Linked DNA regions of Mus musculus: regions 2 and 3 are each linked to region 1. A link is a contact called in public promoter capture Hi-C data. All regions are on one chromosome and are shown on one strand. Each heading gives the region's core, a stretch centred on a gene start, on an enhancer-like site or on the middle of the called end of the contact. The rest is flanking DNA. Distances are from core to core; before and after follow the strand shown.

The links. Promoter capture Hi-C pulls out the DNA fragments that hold promoters and counts their contacts.
Region 2: a promoter capture Hi-C map of pre-B cells shows a contact between it and region 1. The contact joins the promoter of Dock7 here to the promoter of Itgb3bp in region 1. A contact is called at or near these places in 5 of 39 promoter capture datasets (the C10 cell line, cranial neural crest, embryonic stem cells and 1 more), 2 of 115 datasets of contacts at active chromatin or transcription factors (astrocytes and bone marrow-derived macrophages) and 3 of 9 other capture datasets (adipose tissue, liver and pancreatic islet).
Region 3: a contact with region 1 is called in a promoter capture Hi-C map of pre-B cells, with 6 times the contacts expected there. The contact joins the promoter of Usp1 here to the promoter of Itgb3bp in region 1. A contact is called at or near these places in 11 of 39 promoter capture datasets (the 3T3-L1 cell line, the C10 cell line, the HPC-7 cell line and 5 more), 5 of 115 datasets of contacts at active chromatin or transcription factors (the 230-238 cell line, astrocytes, bone marrow-derived macrophages and 2 more) and 2 of 9 other capture datasets (adipose tissue and liver).

What each region holds. Positions count from the first base shown.
Region 1 is chr4:99,826,855-99,830,425 of GRCm38.p6, reverse strand. Itgb3bp (integrin beta 3 binding protein (beta3-endonexin)) reads left to right here and starts at 1,268. Exons shown (of 9, transcript NM_026348.4): 1 at 1,268-1,343. The coding sequence starts at 1,339. Efcab7 (EF-hand calcium binding domain 7) reads right to left here and starts at 981. Exons shown (of 14, transcript NM_145549.2): 1 at 872-981.
Region 2 is chr4:99,119,632-99,123,228 of GRCm38.p6, reverse strand. Dock7 (dedicator of cytokinesis 7) reads left to right here and starts at 2,304. Exons shown (of 50, transcript NM_001369286.1): 1 at 2,304-2,504. The coding sequence starts at 2,467.
Region 3 is chr4:98,922,134-98,925,557 of GRCm38.p6, reverse strand. Usp1 (ubiquitin specific peptidase 1) reads right to left here and starts at 1,748. Exons shown (of 9, transcript NM_001301414.1): 1 at 1,315-1,748.

The DNA.
Region 1 (3,571 bases), core at 19-2,518:
TTGGATTCATACTCAGGAGGCCTAAATCACTGGCACCTTCTTGAATTATGTAGGTCTTTTACACTTGGGAAAGAAAGATAATAATCGCTTATCATGGATGAAGTACCCTATTTATAATACACAGACCGCCTGCCTGACACTTTCATATTACACCAGATTTAGAAGGACCCCATAGGGATGTGGTGTCACAGTCTGGTTACTGCAAATTGGTATCACCATAATTAAACATCGGTTTTAAACACATATGCGTGCGCGCCATCTCACAAACGGGAAAGAAAACTATTCCAATAAGGAAGAGCAAGCACTCGGCTTACAGCAAGCAATTTAAAAACATTTTTAAGGATCTTCAAGTGCTCCTTCCAAATGGGGTTATTCTCACATGAAAATCCCTGGACAGAAATGTTCCAGAATTCTATTCTTTCCCTTCCTGTGAAGACAGTCCAAACTGAAGCTTAAATAAATATATAATTGCACCCCTAGGGCTCGGAAACCACCTTTTATTTAAAATTCTAGCCCAAGTCTGAGACAGGGGCCTGGAGAGTATATTGTAGCAAACGGCTCCATAAATAACTAGGCACACAATAAGCAGGAAAAATAAACTGTTAAAAGCGCCTAAGGCGTCTAAAGGGCCAAATGAAAACAGAGAGCCATCCAGTCACCGTCGCTGCACCGTGAAACAGTCACAACTAATCCCAGACAAGCTCTCTCCGTTTTTTGTACTCCTCTGGCCACGATGCTGCATCCCCTTGTGTGTTTCGGGGCATGCACCGGCTCTTAGGAGGACACAGAAGTAAACGTAGCAGATGGGAGAGGCGGCCGCACAATGAAGAGCAGAGCGAGCGACAGAGCAAGAGAGAGGCTTGGTGGCTACCTAATTTCAGCTCACAAACCAAGAAGAGCAGCCAATTTTCGTTAGTAGATCCGCGAACCTCTCGGCGCAACCGGACAGACCTCCGCCTTTTTTAGATTACCATAGCAACTGCGCCTCGCCGCCACCGGAAATAAGAGGCAGAGCACCTTCCAAACGCTCCGACCAGAGATTTGTGGACCATTGACCGAGAGAGAACAGCCATGGCATTGTAGCTTATCTGTTGCGAGGCTGGCATGTCCACAATAGTGAGGAGGGTCGTGCGCTGCATGCGGCTGGGGCTAAATGGATTCTGGCCTTAGACTCCCTGCACCATTTCCTTGAACACGTTCAGGCTCTTTCTCGCGCGGAGACTGTTTCCGGCGAGCTGCATACGGGGTGACACCTCATCCAGCGCTTACTACGCGGGCTTTTTATGCTTCCGCGTTTGCGGTTTCTCAGTTGGTTCTGTCCAGCAACGGAGTCCCGAAATGCCGTAGGTATCCCTTCCCCAGACGTTGCTGTTTTGTGGGCCCTCTATGAGCAAAAAGAGTATACAGGAAGAGTATGCCGTCCCATGGTCACCTTGTCTTTTTTATTTCTATAAACTTTTCTCTGTTGACAGCGTCGGGATGCTTGGTATTCCCAACCTACCTCTACCCTTCCAACACTTCTTTGACTCTTAAAACTTCACATCATTGTGTAAGCTGCGGGCTAAATCTGAGTAATGTCTAACTTGAAATGACTAAGAATGAAAGAGTATATTAAGTAAACATTTCTCTGTAATTTGTAGAATTTTTAAATGCTTGTTAAGCATTTGTGTAGTGAGTTCTCTGAAACTCGGGAGAGATTTCATGGACTGAATGGATTTCAGGCACTGAAAGATTCTTAAGATTATCACTTAGCAACTCAGTAATAAGTGATTTACTTTTCTTACTTATAAAAATAAGCTTGAAAAAAGTAAAAAGTGGGTTTGTATTGGGTCATCTTTAAGTTACAGCCCAACCCCAATAATGTGATTACCGAAAATGACCATAGTAGAGATGGGTATTGTGCTAGACTGCTACCCTTCGGCTACCCTACATAGGCTATATAAAGCACAGTTAGCGGTTGTATAAACAGGTTTTTTTTTTTTTTTGTTTTGTTTTGTTTTTAAAAAAAACAGGGTCTTTTTAAAGAATTTGAGGGAGGAGGAAGACCTAACTCTTGTAATACTTCTTTGGCTACCCCCGTACCAGGCTGATTTAGGTACTTCCTGCTAGGGTAACATTTTCCTGTTTGAGTAAAATGCAAACTAAGATATTATCGGGGATACTTGTGTAAGATATGAGCTGACATAAAAGAAGGAGGACCTTCGGAAATAACAATATTTATTAACTCACCATTCTAAAAAGGTTTATCTTTTAATGCATTAGAAAAATGTCTATTATAACATTGCTGGCAAAGATGAGGGAACAAAACTTAAGCAGGAAAAGAATGAAAATGAATTTGGTGTGTAAACTATGTTCCTGATCTGTTTACAGAAGTGAGGAACCAAAATCTATTGGAAGTGGATATTTTTCTGGCAACTGGCAACTTTAATATATGAGTAGATGTTGTTATATTAGAAGAGTTTCATTAAGTACATTGACATCCCATATTTTTAGCAGTTGTGTTGGTTGGTCCATTTTTCTAAAGAATCAGGGGCTTGTATAACCCAGGCTGATCTTAAACTCACTTTGTAGCTGAAGAAAACAACAAACTTCTAATTTTCCGTCCACCTCCCCCAGTGCTGGGATTGCATACCGCCCACTGTTTATTCAGTGCTGGGGGTCCAACCTAAAGCTTTGTGTATAGTAACTGAGCACTGTACCTGATGAACTACATCCTAGACCCAGCTTTGCTGCTAATGTGTTTTAGCAAAGAGATTAAAGCCATCATAATAATTTCATGTATGAAGCATAGTCACGCTGTAGCGCAGTGGTTCTCAACCTGTGGGTTATGACCCCTTTGGTGGTCGAACAGCCTTACACAGGGGCCACCTAAGACCACTGGAAAATATAGATATTTACATTATGATTTATAACAGTAGCAGAATTAAAGTTATGAAGTAGCAACAAAATAATTTTATTAAAGGGTTGCAGCATTAGAAGGGTTGAGAACCACTGCTTTGGTAGCAGAGTTCCGTCTTCGTTAGTGAGATGCTTTGTTTTTAAATGTGATAAACTATGAAGTCAAAGTGGTACTAATAGAAACCTTGGGAAGTTCTTATAAAAGATAGCTAAAAAAAAAAAAAAACCATTTTTTTTATAATGTGGATGAGTGTTTTGCCTGCATGTATGTATATGAATCACTTACAACCTGGTACCCAGGGAGGCCAGGAGAGATCATCATGTGCCCCAGAACTGGAGTCAGAGATGATAATGAGCCACCATACCGTTGCTGGGAACTGAACCCCAGTCTTCTGTAAGGGTAGCAAGTGCTCTTAACTTCTGAGCCATCTCTCCAGTCCCAGAAACTGGACTGATTTTCAGTGATGTTGAAATGATGACGTTTTGGTATGCAATTGTGGAAAGGTGTAATCTGTACTCACTCATAATTTTCTTTATATTTGACTGGAAAATAACATTCTATTCTTTTTTTTTTTTTAAGAAAAGCAATTGGGGAAATAAGTGTAGCCTGAATGAATCTAAAATAAGTGGAAAGGAATAAATTAATGAAGATACAATGGTTAGGATTTTAAAA
Region 2 (3,597 bases), core at 1,055-3,554, 710 kb after region 1:
AAAAGATAGATGAAAAGAAAAAAGGAAGGAAGGAAGGAAGGAAGGAAGGAAGGAAGGAAGGAAGGAAGAAAACTCTGAACTGAATAAACAAAACCCCTAGCAAAGTCCAGGGCTCATGTCATATAAGGGGCCATAAGGAGCTCACCTACAGGATTTTTGCTCTCTTCATTGCTCTGTGTGGCTCTGAGTCCAGAAGAAGTTAATGATGTGAAGTCCCTGGTTCATGGTCCTGATGCTCTTGGCTTGATTCATGTGCCTAACCTGAGGCTGGTCCATTTGTCAGGACCAGATCACCCCCCCCCCCCACACTCTTAAAAATATCGGTGAGGTAATCAACTCCTCAGAGAACAGGGGACTGAGATGCATGTACATGCATGCATGCCTGTAAAGGGTTGTGGGGCACATAAACACTGGGCAGCCAAAGCAATTCTATTTTCATTTCCATTGCTGAGGTCTGTGTATCTTTCCTTTAGTTTGGATCTCTACGGCATATGGGTACTGGCTCACACTGGACTTGGTTAGTTGCAGGACAGGTCTTCCTGAGGTCAGGGTCACACTTCCTGTGTGGAGTCTTCCCCAGACTCCATTTCTCCGGGTACTTTTTTTTTTTTTTTTTGAGCCGCTTGTTCCATTCCTACTGTTTCCAGTAAGCTTCACAGTGCATGCAATGTCCTTTCAGACTCTTTGGCAACTAGTGAGTCATGTATACAAAGAACTATTCAAAGCAAAATGTGCTCAGTCTCTAAGAGAGTACTGAGAAGATGTTTGTCAAGCAGAGATAAAGGCCTACAACATCTGCCTGGGAGCATGAAAGCAGACAAGCCATCCAGAGACTCTGAAGCACCAAGGACAAAGTCAAGTATACCATGGATATTGATAACACCTGCGAGGAAACTGTAGCAGCTAGGTAGGTACCCACTGCAGCCCAGACCCCACACTTAGACCTTGAATTCAGTGCATCTTCACACTATGCTTGCAACTAAGTAACACTGTTCCGGTTGTTTAAGTAATTTGCTCAAGGTCACATGGGGAGGAGGCAGAAAGCAACTGGGTTTCTATCATGAACAATGGAAAGGTCTGGAACAGTGTTACAGCAAAGTTAGACTTGGAGCAGCTGTATCTTTCCCCATGGACTCAAATATTCTGAAAACAGAACCGCAGCTAGCTCACATTTGGGCTCTAGCATACCTGCATTTAAGTACATGTTAAATATATACCCACCTCGAATGGGCTATCCTCACCGTAAACCAGTGTTTTAAAGGCATCCAATCACCTGGTTCAAACCCAGGTTAGGGTACAGACGGGAAGTCCTGGACCCACTTAATGAGTGCTTTCTGTTCTGTATGACTGGGCAAGTGACCAGGCTTCAAGCTGAAGGTTTCGCTATGGTGAGAGACAATCTAACACGCTCCACAAGGATACAGAGGACATTTAGTAACTGCAAATAAGGTATATTAAATTCTTAAAACATTTAGGAGGGAAGGTGTCACAAGAAGCCAAAGGATTTTTCTTAGTTTCACAATTTCAGAACCCAATGCATTAGAACAAGACTGACACAGGTTCTATTTATAGAACATCAAAAGGATGGAAAACAGTTCATCTGATGGATATGCATGTACGCATACATATGAAATGAGAATGCCAGAGTAACTGTAAAGGACTCACAAGAGAATTCTTTACAGGGATAACTGTTCTTGGAGAAAAGGGCCTGGGCTCTGGGTCTCACGTTCACGGGAGGAGCTTGCCATGTGTGACCAAGGGCAAGTCACAGCTTCTCTGAGACAATTTTTTTCTCTCTAAAATGGAGCTAAATCTACTTCAAAGAGCTGTTGTGGAGATTAAGTAAGATCATGCGTGTAAGCTTGGCCATGCACCACAAATCAGCGATTATCACACCACCTTTGTGGGAGAGTTCTTTCTACAAAGAAGAGCCATTGTTTCTCCAGCTAGACCCCACTCACGAGGTCGGGGCGTGCAAGAAAGGTGCTTTAAACTGCCTGGAGTCAGGAGCTGCAGGAACCAAGCCGCAAGGCCCTTTCCATTTCCTAACCTTCCCTTTGGGGAAAGCACAGCCCCGCGCGCGTTCGGCGGCTACGGTCACGGCCCCGTCGTGGGTCTTCCCGGTCGTGGCGGCAGGGCAGCGAGGGCTCGCGGCCCGGTTCCACACCCGGCGTCGCATCAGCTCCCGCGGGCTCCGGCGGCCTTCCAGCCCGGCCTCCAGCCGGGATTGGCGCGCGAGGCGAAGGGGGGTGGCGGGGGCGGGGGCAGAGAGAGGTTCCTCGTGCGCGCCTCCTCGGCGCATTACGGTACCCTGGTTCCGCGCTCCAGCGGCCGGCCCAGCCTCGCGGTGGGGTCCGGAGAGCCGACGGGCGAGCGCGCGGGAGGGAGCGCGAACGGGAGCGCGAGGAGGAGGAGGCCGCCCAGCCCCGCGTCCAGCCCCGCGTCCAGCCCCGCGCCGCCGCAGCCATGGCGGAGCGCCGCGCCTTCGCTCAGAAGATCAGCAGGTACGCGGCGGGGAGCCCGGCCGGGCCCCCGGGGTGCGAGGGTGGGTGTGGCGCGGCCCACGGGCCTTGCCGCGCGGTCCCGGGCCTGCAGTCCGCGCCCCGCCAGGCCCGCAGGGCGTGCGGCAGCTCGGCGGTTCTTTGTGTCCGCAGTCGCGTCCTCCCCGGCGCTCCACGCCCACGCCCCGGCTCCGGGCGCCCCAACAAAAGGAACTGGCGTGGAGGCCACGGCGCTCACGCACCCGTCGCCACCGCTGACAGCACCCCGGACGCCCCGCCCGCCCCAGCGGCTCCGCACCCACGCCTGCACAGGCACACTGAGGCCGCAGTGCAAAGTTATGGGCTGCGGGACATGGGAGCACCCCACTTACCCGTGGGCTCGGTGGGCGTTCTTTCTCTGGCCCCAGAGGAAGATGGATGACCCGACCCGCACTGGGCTTTATGCGTGGGCCTAGGAGTAAACCACCCACCGAGGATAAGGTTCCCCAGCAGTTTACCTCCCTGTCCAGATAAAAAAATGGAAGGATGTTTGTAGAATTTAGCTATGGGATGTACTTATGGATAAGGAACTAGGCATTGTTTGTTTGTTGTCTCATTAAAGCCTTATTTCTGCGACTTAGGCTTAAAGAAAGGCAACATTCAGATGAAATTTTGTGATGGCTGTATATATTTCTGTGGTTCTGAATCTTTTTAGCTTGTTGATATTTGTAGAAGGTTTTTGGATATGTTGGAGAAAAGCTTTTATTAGTTTCCGGACCCCCACAATGTTAAGGCTTTTGGGACACTTTTTTTTTTTTCCCATTTAAAACTAACATCTCATTGCATCTCTGTCTTTGGCTAAGATCAGATGTAAATGAACCCTTTTTGAGTTTTAAAATATGTATTTCATATTCTTCTTAAATAAGTTCTTAGGAATATGGGTGCTACTGGTAGACTAAGATAAATTACAATACTGAGTGTTTTTAAAATCGGGACCTTCACCAGGTTGTTGAAATTCTCTTGCATGTTAGTTGTCTCATCTGAAAAATGGTAATAATGGTATCTAGCTTATTGGGTTGTCGTGAATTTTAAATGGTCATTTTTTTTATAAAGCACT
Region 3 (3,424 bases), core at 499-2,998, 910 kb after region 1:
GGAACAGAGGTCGGAAAAACTTGCCCGTCTCATGTGTGCTAAAGATTACAATATACTTTAGTTTTCCAACTATGCTCTGTTTTGAGACAGGGTCTCCCAGTGTAGCCCTGGCTGGCCTGGAACTCAAAAATCTACCTGCCAGCCTCTTCTCCCCAGTGGGAAGTCCTACGGCCAAGCTACACCCAGCTCCAATTGTTTCTAAGCTATGTGACTAGAAGTTTCAAGGTAAAACTTTAAACGGGAGCGGGGGAGGGAGGAAGAGAGATACGGCAATACCTGTGATACTTTATAGAAATTTATTTTTTATTTGGAACATCTAGAAGAAAGATAATCCTTCTATTCCAATATTCCAAAAATATGAACGAGTTTCAAATATAGGTACCCAAGTAGTAAGTAGTTGAGGTACACACAAATTGATTCAAACTCTACCCCTAAACATTTCACCCCAGTTCACTGTACACTGCAGGGAAACCATTTCTGGGAACCAACTCAGGAAAAACTGGACAACTGGCAAAATTTCCCATCTTATCTGCAACTTAAATTTTTGTCTCTTGGCCCCTTAAATGTTCTTGATGAAATGACCTGTTAGGAATGATAAACCAGCCTTCGCAAAACTGTCAGACTTCCCCCAAGCACTAATGACTCCGGAAAGGTGTCTTCCTGGGAGCCAGTGAGAGAAAAGTCATCAGCCAGCTCAAACAGCGGCCGTCATCTCGGCCAGCCACCCAATCTGGGACCCTCTAAACAGCCAGCCAGCACTGATGGTCACCAAGAGCGCGACACTTTCCCGGGTGCCCAATCTTATGTTCTCCACGTCCCTTCTCAGAGCTTTCAGTCAAAAAAGCCTCTCCAGAACTATAACCCAAGCTTCGCACAATGAACTTAGCCCTAAGTCTTCTTGACCAAATGACACCGTGAATCCTCAGTCCCACTACTTTTCAAATCTGTGTACAATGATAGGATTCAACTCTTCTTTCAAGAAAAACGTGAAACAATAAAAACAAACTCTTGGGCGCAGGGTTAAGACACGTGGCGCCGTACACACTTCTGGAGAAACTGTAAGTCAAGAAAATGCGCGGTAAAATTTCGCAAGCCCCGACCCAGGACACTGCGATCACAAACATCTCTTCTCCCGGCCAGCCTCTCCCATTACGAAAGGCGTGGGCAGAGGGGCACTTGGGTCCTGGGTGTGCCACCCCGGGGGTCGCCGCGCCCGCCGGCAGTCCCTCGCAGCGCAGCCCGAGCCTAAGGGGCCCTCCCCACCGTCAGCACCTGCCGCGCAGCCCCGGGCCCTGAACCCCGGGCGCTCCTTACCCGGTCATGGCCCTTCGCGAGTCCGCGGCGCCGCCGCCGGGGAGACCAGCCGGGCAGAGTGCGGGCGCGACAGGTGAGCCCGGCCGCCGTCCCGGGAGAGGGATCGCTGGTGGGCGCCTCCCGCGGGGGAGTGACCATTCGTCCGCGGAGCGGGAGCCGGGCCGCCGCTCGGTCCTGCCCGCCGCGGCACCACTACATCCCCGGCGCAGCCCGGCCGGGAAGGCTACGGGCGCACAGCGGTGGCGGCGCTCCCGAGCCGCAGGGTCCCCGCACGGCCGCCGAGGGGGAACTTGGCGCGTTTTCCTCAGTCTCAGGACCCCCGCGAGTGAACCCCCGCCCGCGCCAGCGTCGCGGCTGGAGGTGGCGTCCACGGAAAGTGCCGGTTCTCCTCTCCACGTTGCAGAGGCGCGAAAGGCGCGAGCCGCCGCGCGACCGCCCCTCGCCCCCGGCACGCTCGGCTCCGGAACCAGCTGGAACGGTAGTTCCTCCCGGGGCCTAACGGGTTCTGCAGTTTAAACAGCGCAGGCAGCGGCACGGGCAGCTCGCGCGGGTCCTCGCAGAGGCGCGCGCTGCGCAGGAGGCCGGGCTGGCGCGCAGGAGGCTCACTCGCTCGCTCACGCCCTCTTTTTTTTTTTTTTTTTTTTTTTTTTTAATTCTTTTTAAACATTAGCACTCGCGAGTTGAAGGGGAGGGAGCTTACGGGTCGGGAGATGGGACAGGGAGTGACTGGGACAAGCCCCTTCCTCAGGTGCTCAAATGCGCCAATCCAGGCTGAACAATTTCCAAAACCTCATTCCTCCGCCCCACCAGGAAGAGCCAATCAAAAAGTACCTATACGAATAAAACAATTAGCCGGCAGAGAAGACAGTCTGACCAATAAAAAAAGTACAAGGAACGAGGCCCAGCCAATCCCGGGAGAGCATACGGCGCCCTGGAGCGGCTCTTTGCAAGCTCATTGGCGCTCCAGTGCGCGCTTTCTCTGCCGAGGTTAGGGTTCCGCTTTCCGTTTTGTTAGCATGGGGAGGTGGCGAGCCCGGAGGGTGTGGCTTCTGGGCCGAGGCCCCGGTGCAGGCCCGCCTCTTTCTTTCTTTTTTTTTTTTTTTCTTCCCCCTCCTGGCGTGCCCTCTCCGGAAGGGTTACCAAAGACGCTCGGAAAATGGCTGATGCGCTTTGCTAGCTGCTCGGCGCCCGCTGGGCGTCCAGTTTACCGAGGAAGCCGCGGTCCACCCTATCTCAAGTTGTGCGTTAAGAATGAGCACTGCCTTAGCTAGACAGTGCACAGCCGAACGCCTTGGAGCCTCGGGTCCTTCTCCCCTCTCGCAGGCTGCACAAGGGTTTTAGTTCTCAGGCTGGTCTCGCGGCTGGAGCTTCAACGGGTTCTGGCGCGAGCCGGTACCGAATGACCCACAGGCAGCCGCACAGCCTCACCCGGTTTGGGCTTGGTTCTGTATGCTCTGTCTTTTGTGAGATGATCTCACAGTGCGGTACTACAGCTGATGAGAACTCAGTACAAATCCGTTCAAGTGGGGTTTTTTTGTTGTTTTTTAAATGTCCACTGTGTGCGTTGCCCTGTTTAATGCCCATCGTGAGTTGGTCTGTTGAATGGCCACGGTGTGTGTTGCTCGGTTTAGTACCCACTGTGTGCGTTGCCCTGTTTAGTGCCCTCCGTGTGTGTTGCCCTGTTTAATGCCCTGTTGAACTATTTTCAGCATGGTAGGGATAACAAGCGAAGGGAATGTACTCCATGATCTACAGTCTACTGAAGACCGAAATTAAACTGGTGATTTGAAATAGTGTAAATGGTAGATTTTTTTTAAAAAGGTAACCGTTTGGTCGTTTCGATGGGATAATGAAGACTGACGTTTCAGCAGACAGTTCCAGGAAGTGTACTTTGAATGGCATGGAGGGGAGGTCCATTTGTGGGAGAAGATGAGCTGCACATCACACGTGTCCATAGCACCGGGAGCTTTAGAAGCTTGGTGTTGGAAATGAGGACAGGATGCTTGGATAATAGGGAGTCTAAGTACGACGGTAGGAACTGTAGTGAAATGGGCGTATGTGGGAACAAGCAGGATGCACAACTTTCCAGGGTCAGCTGGCAGCCTGAGGA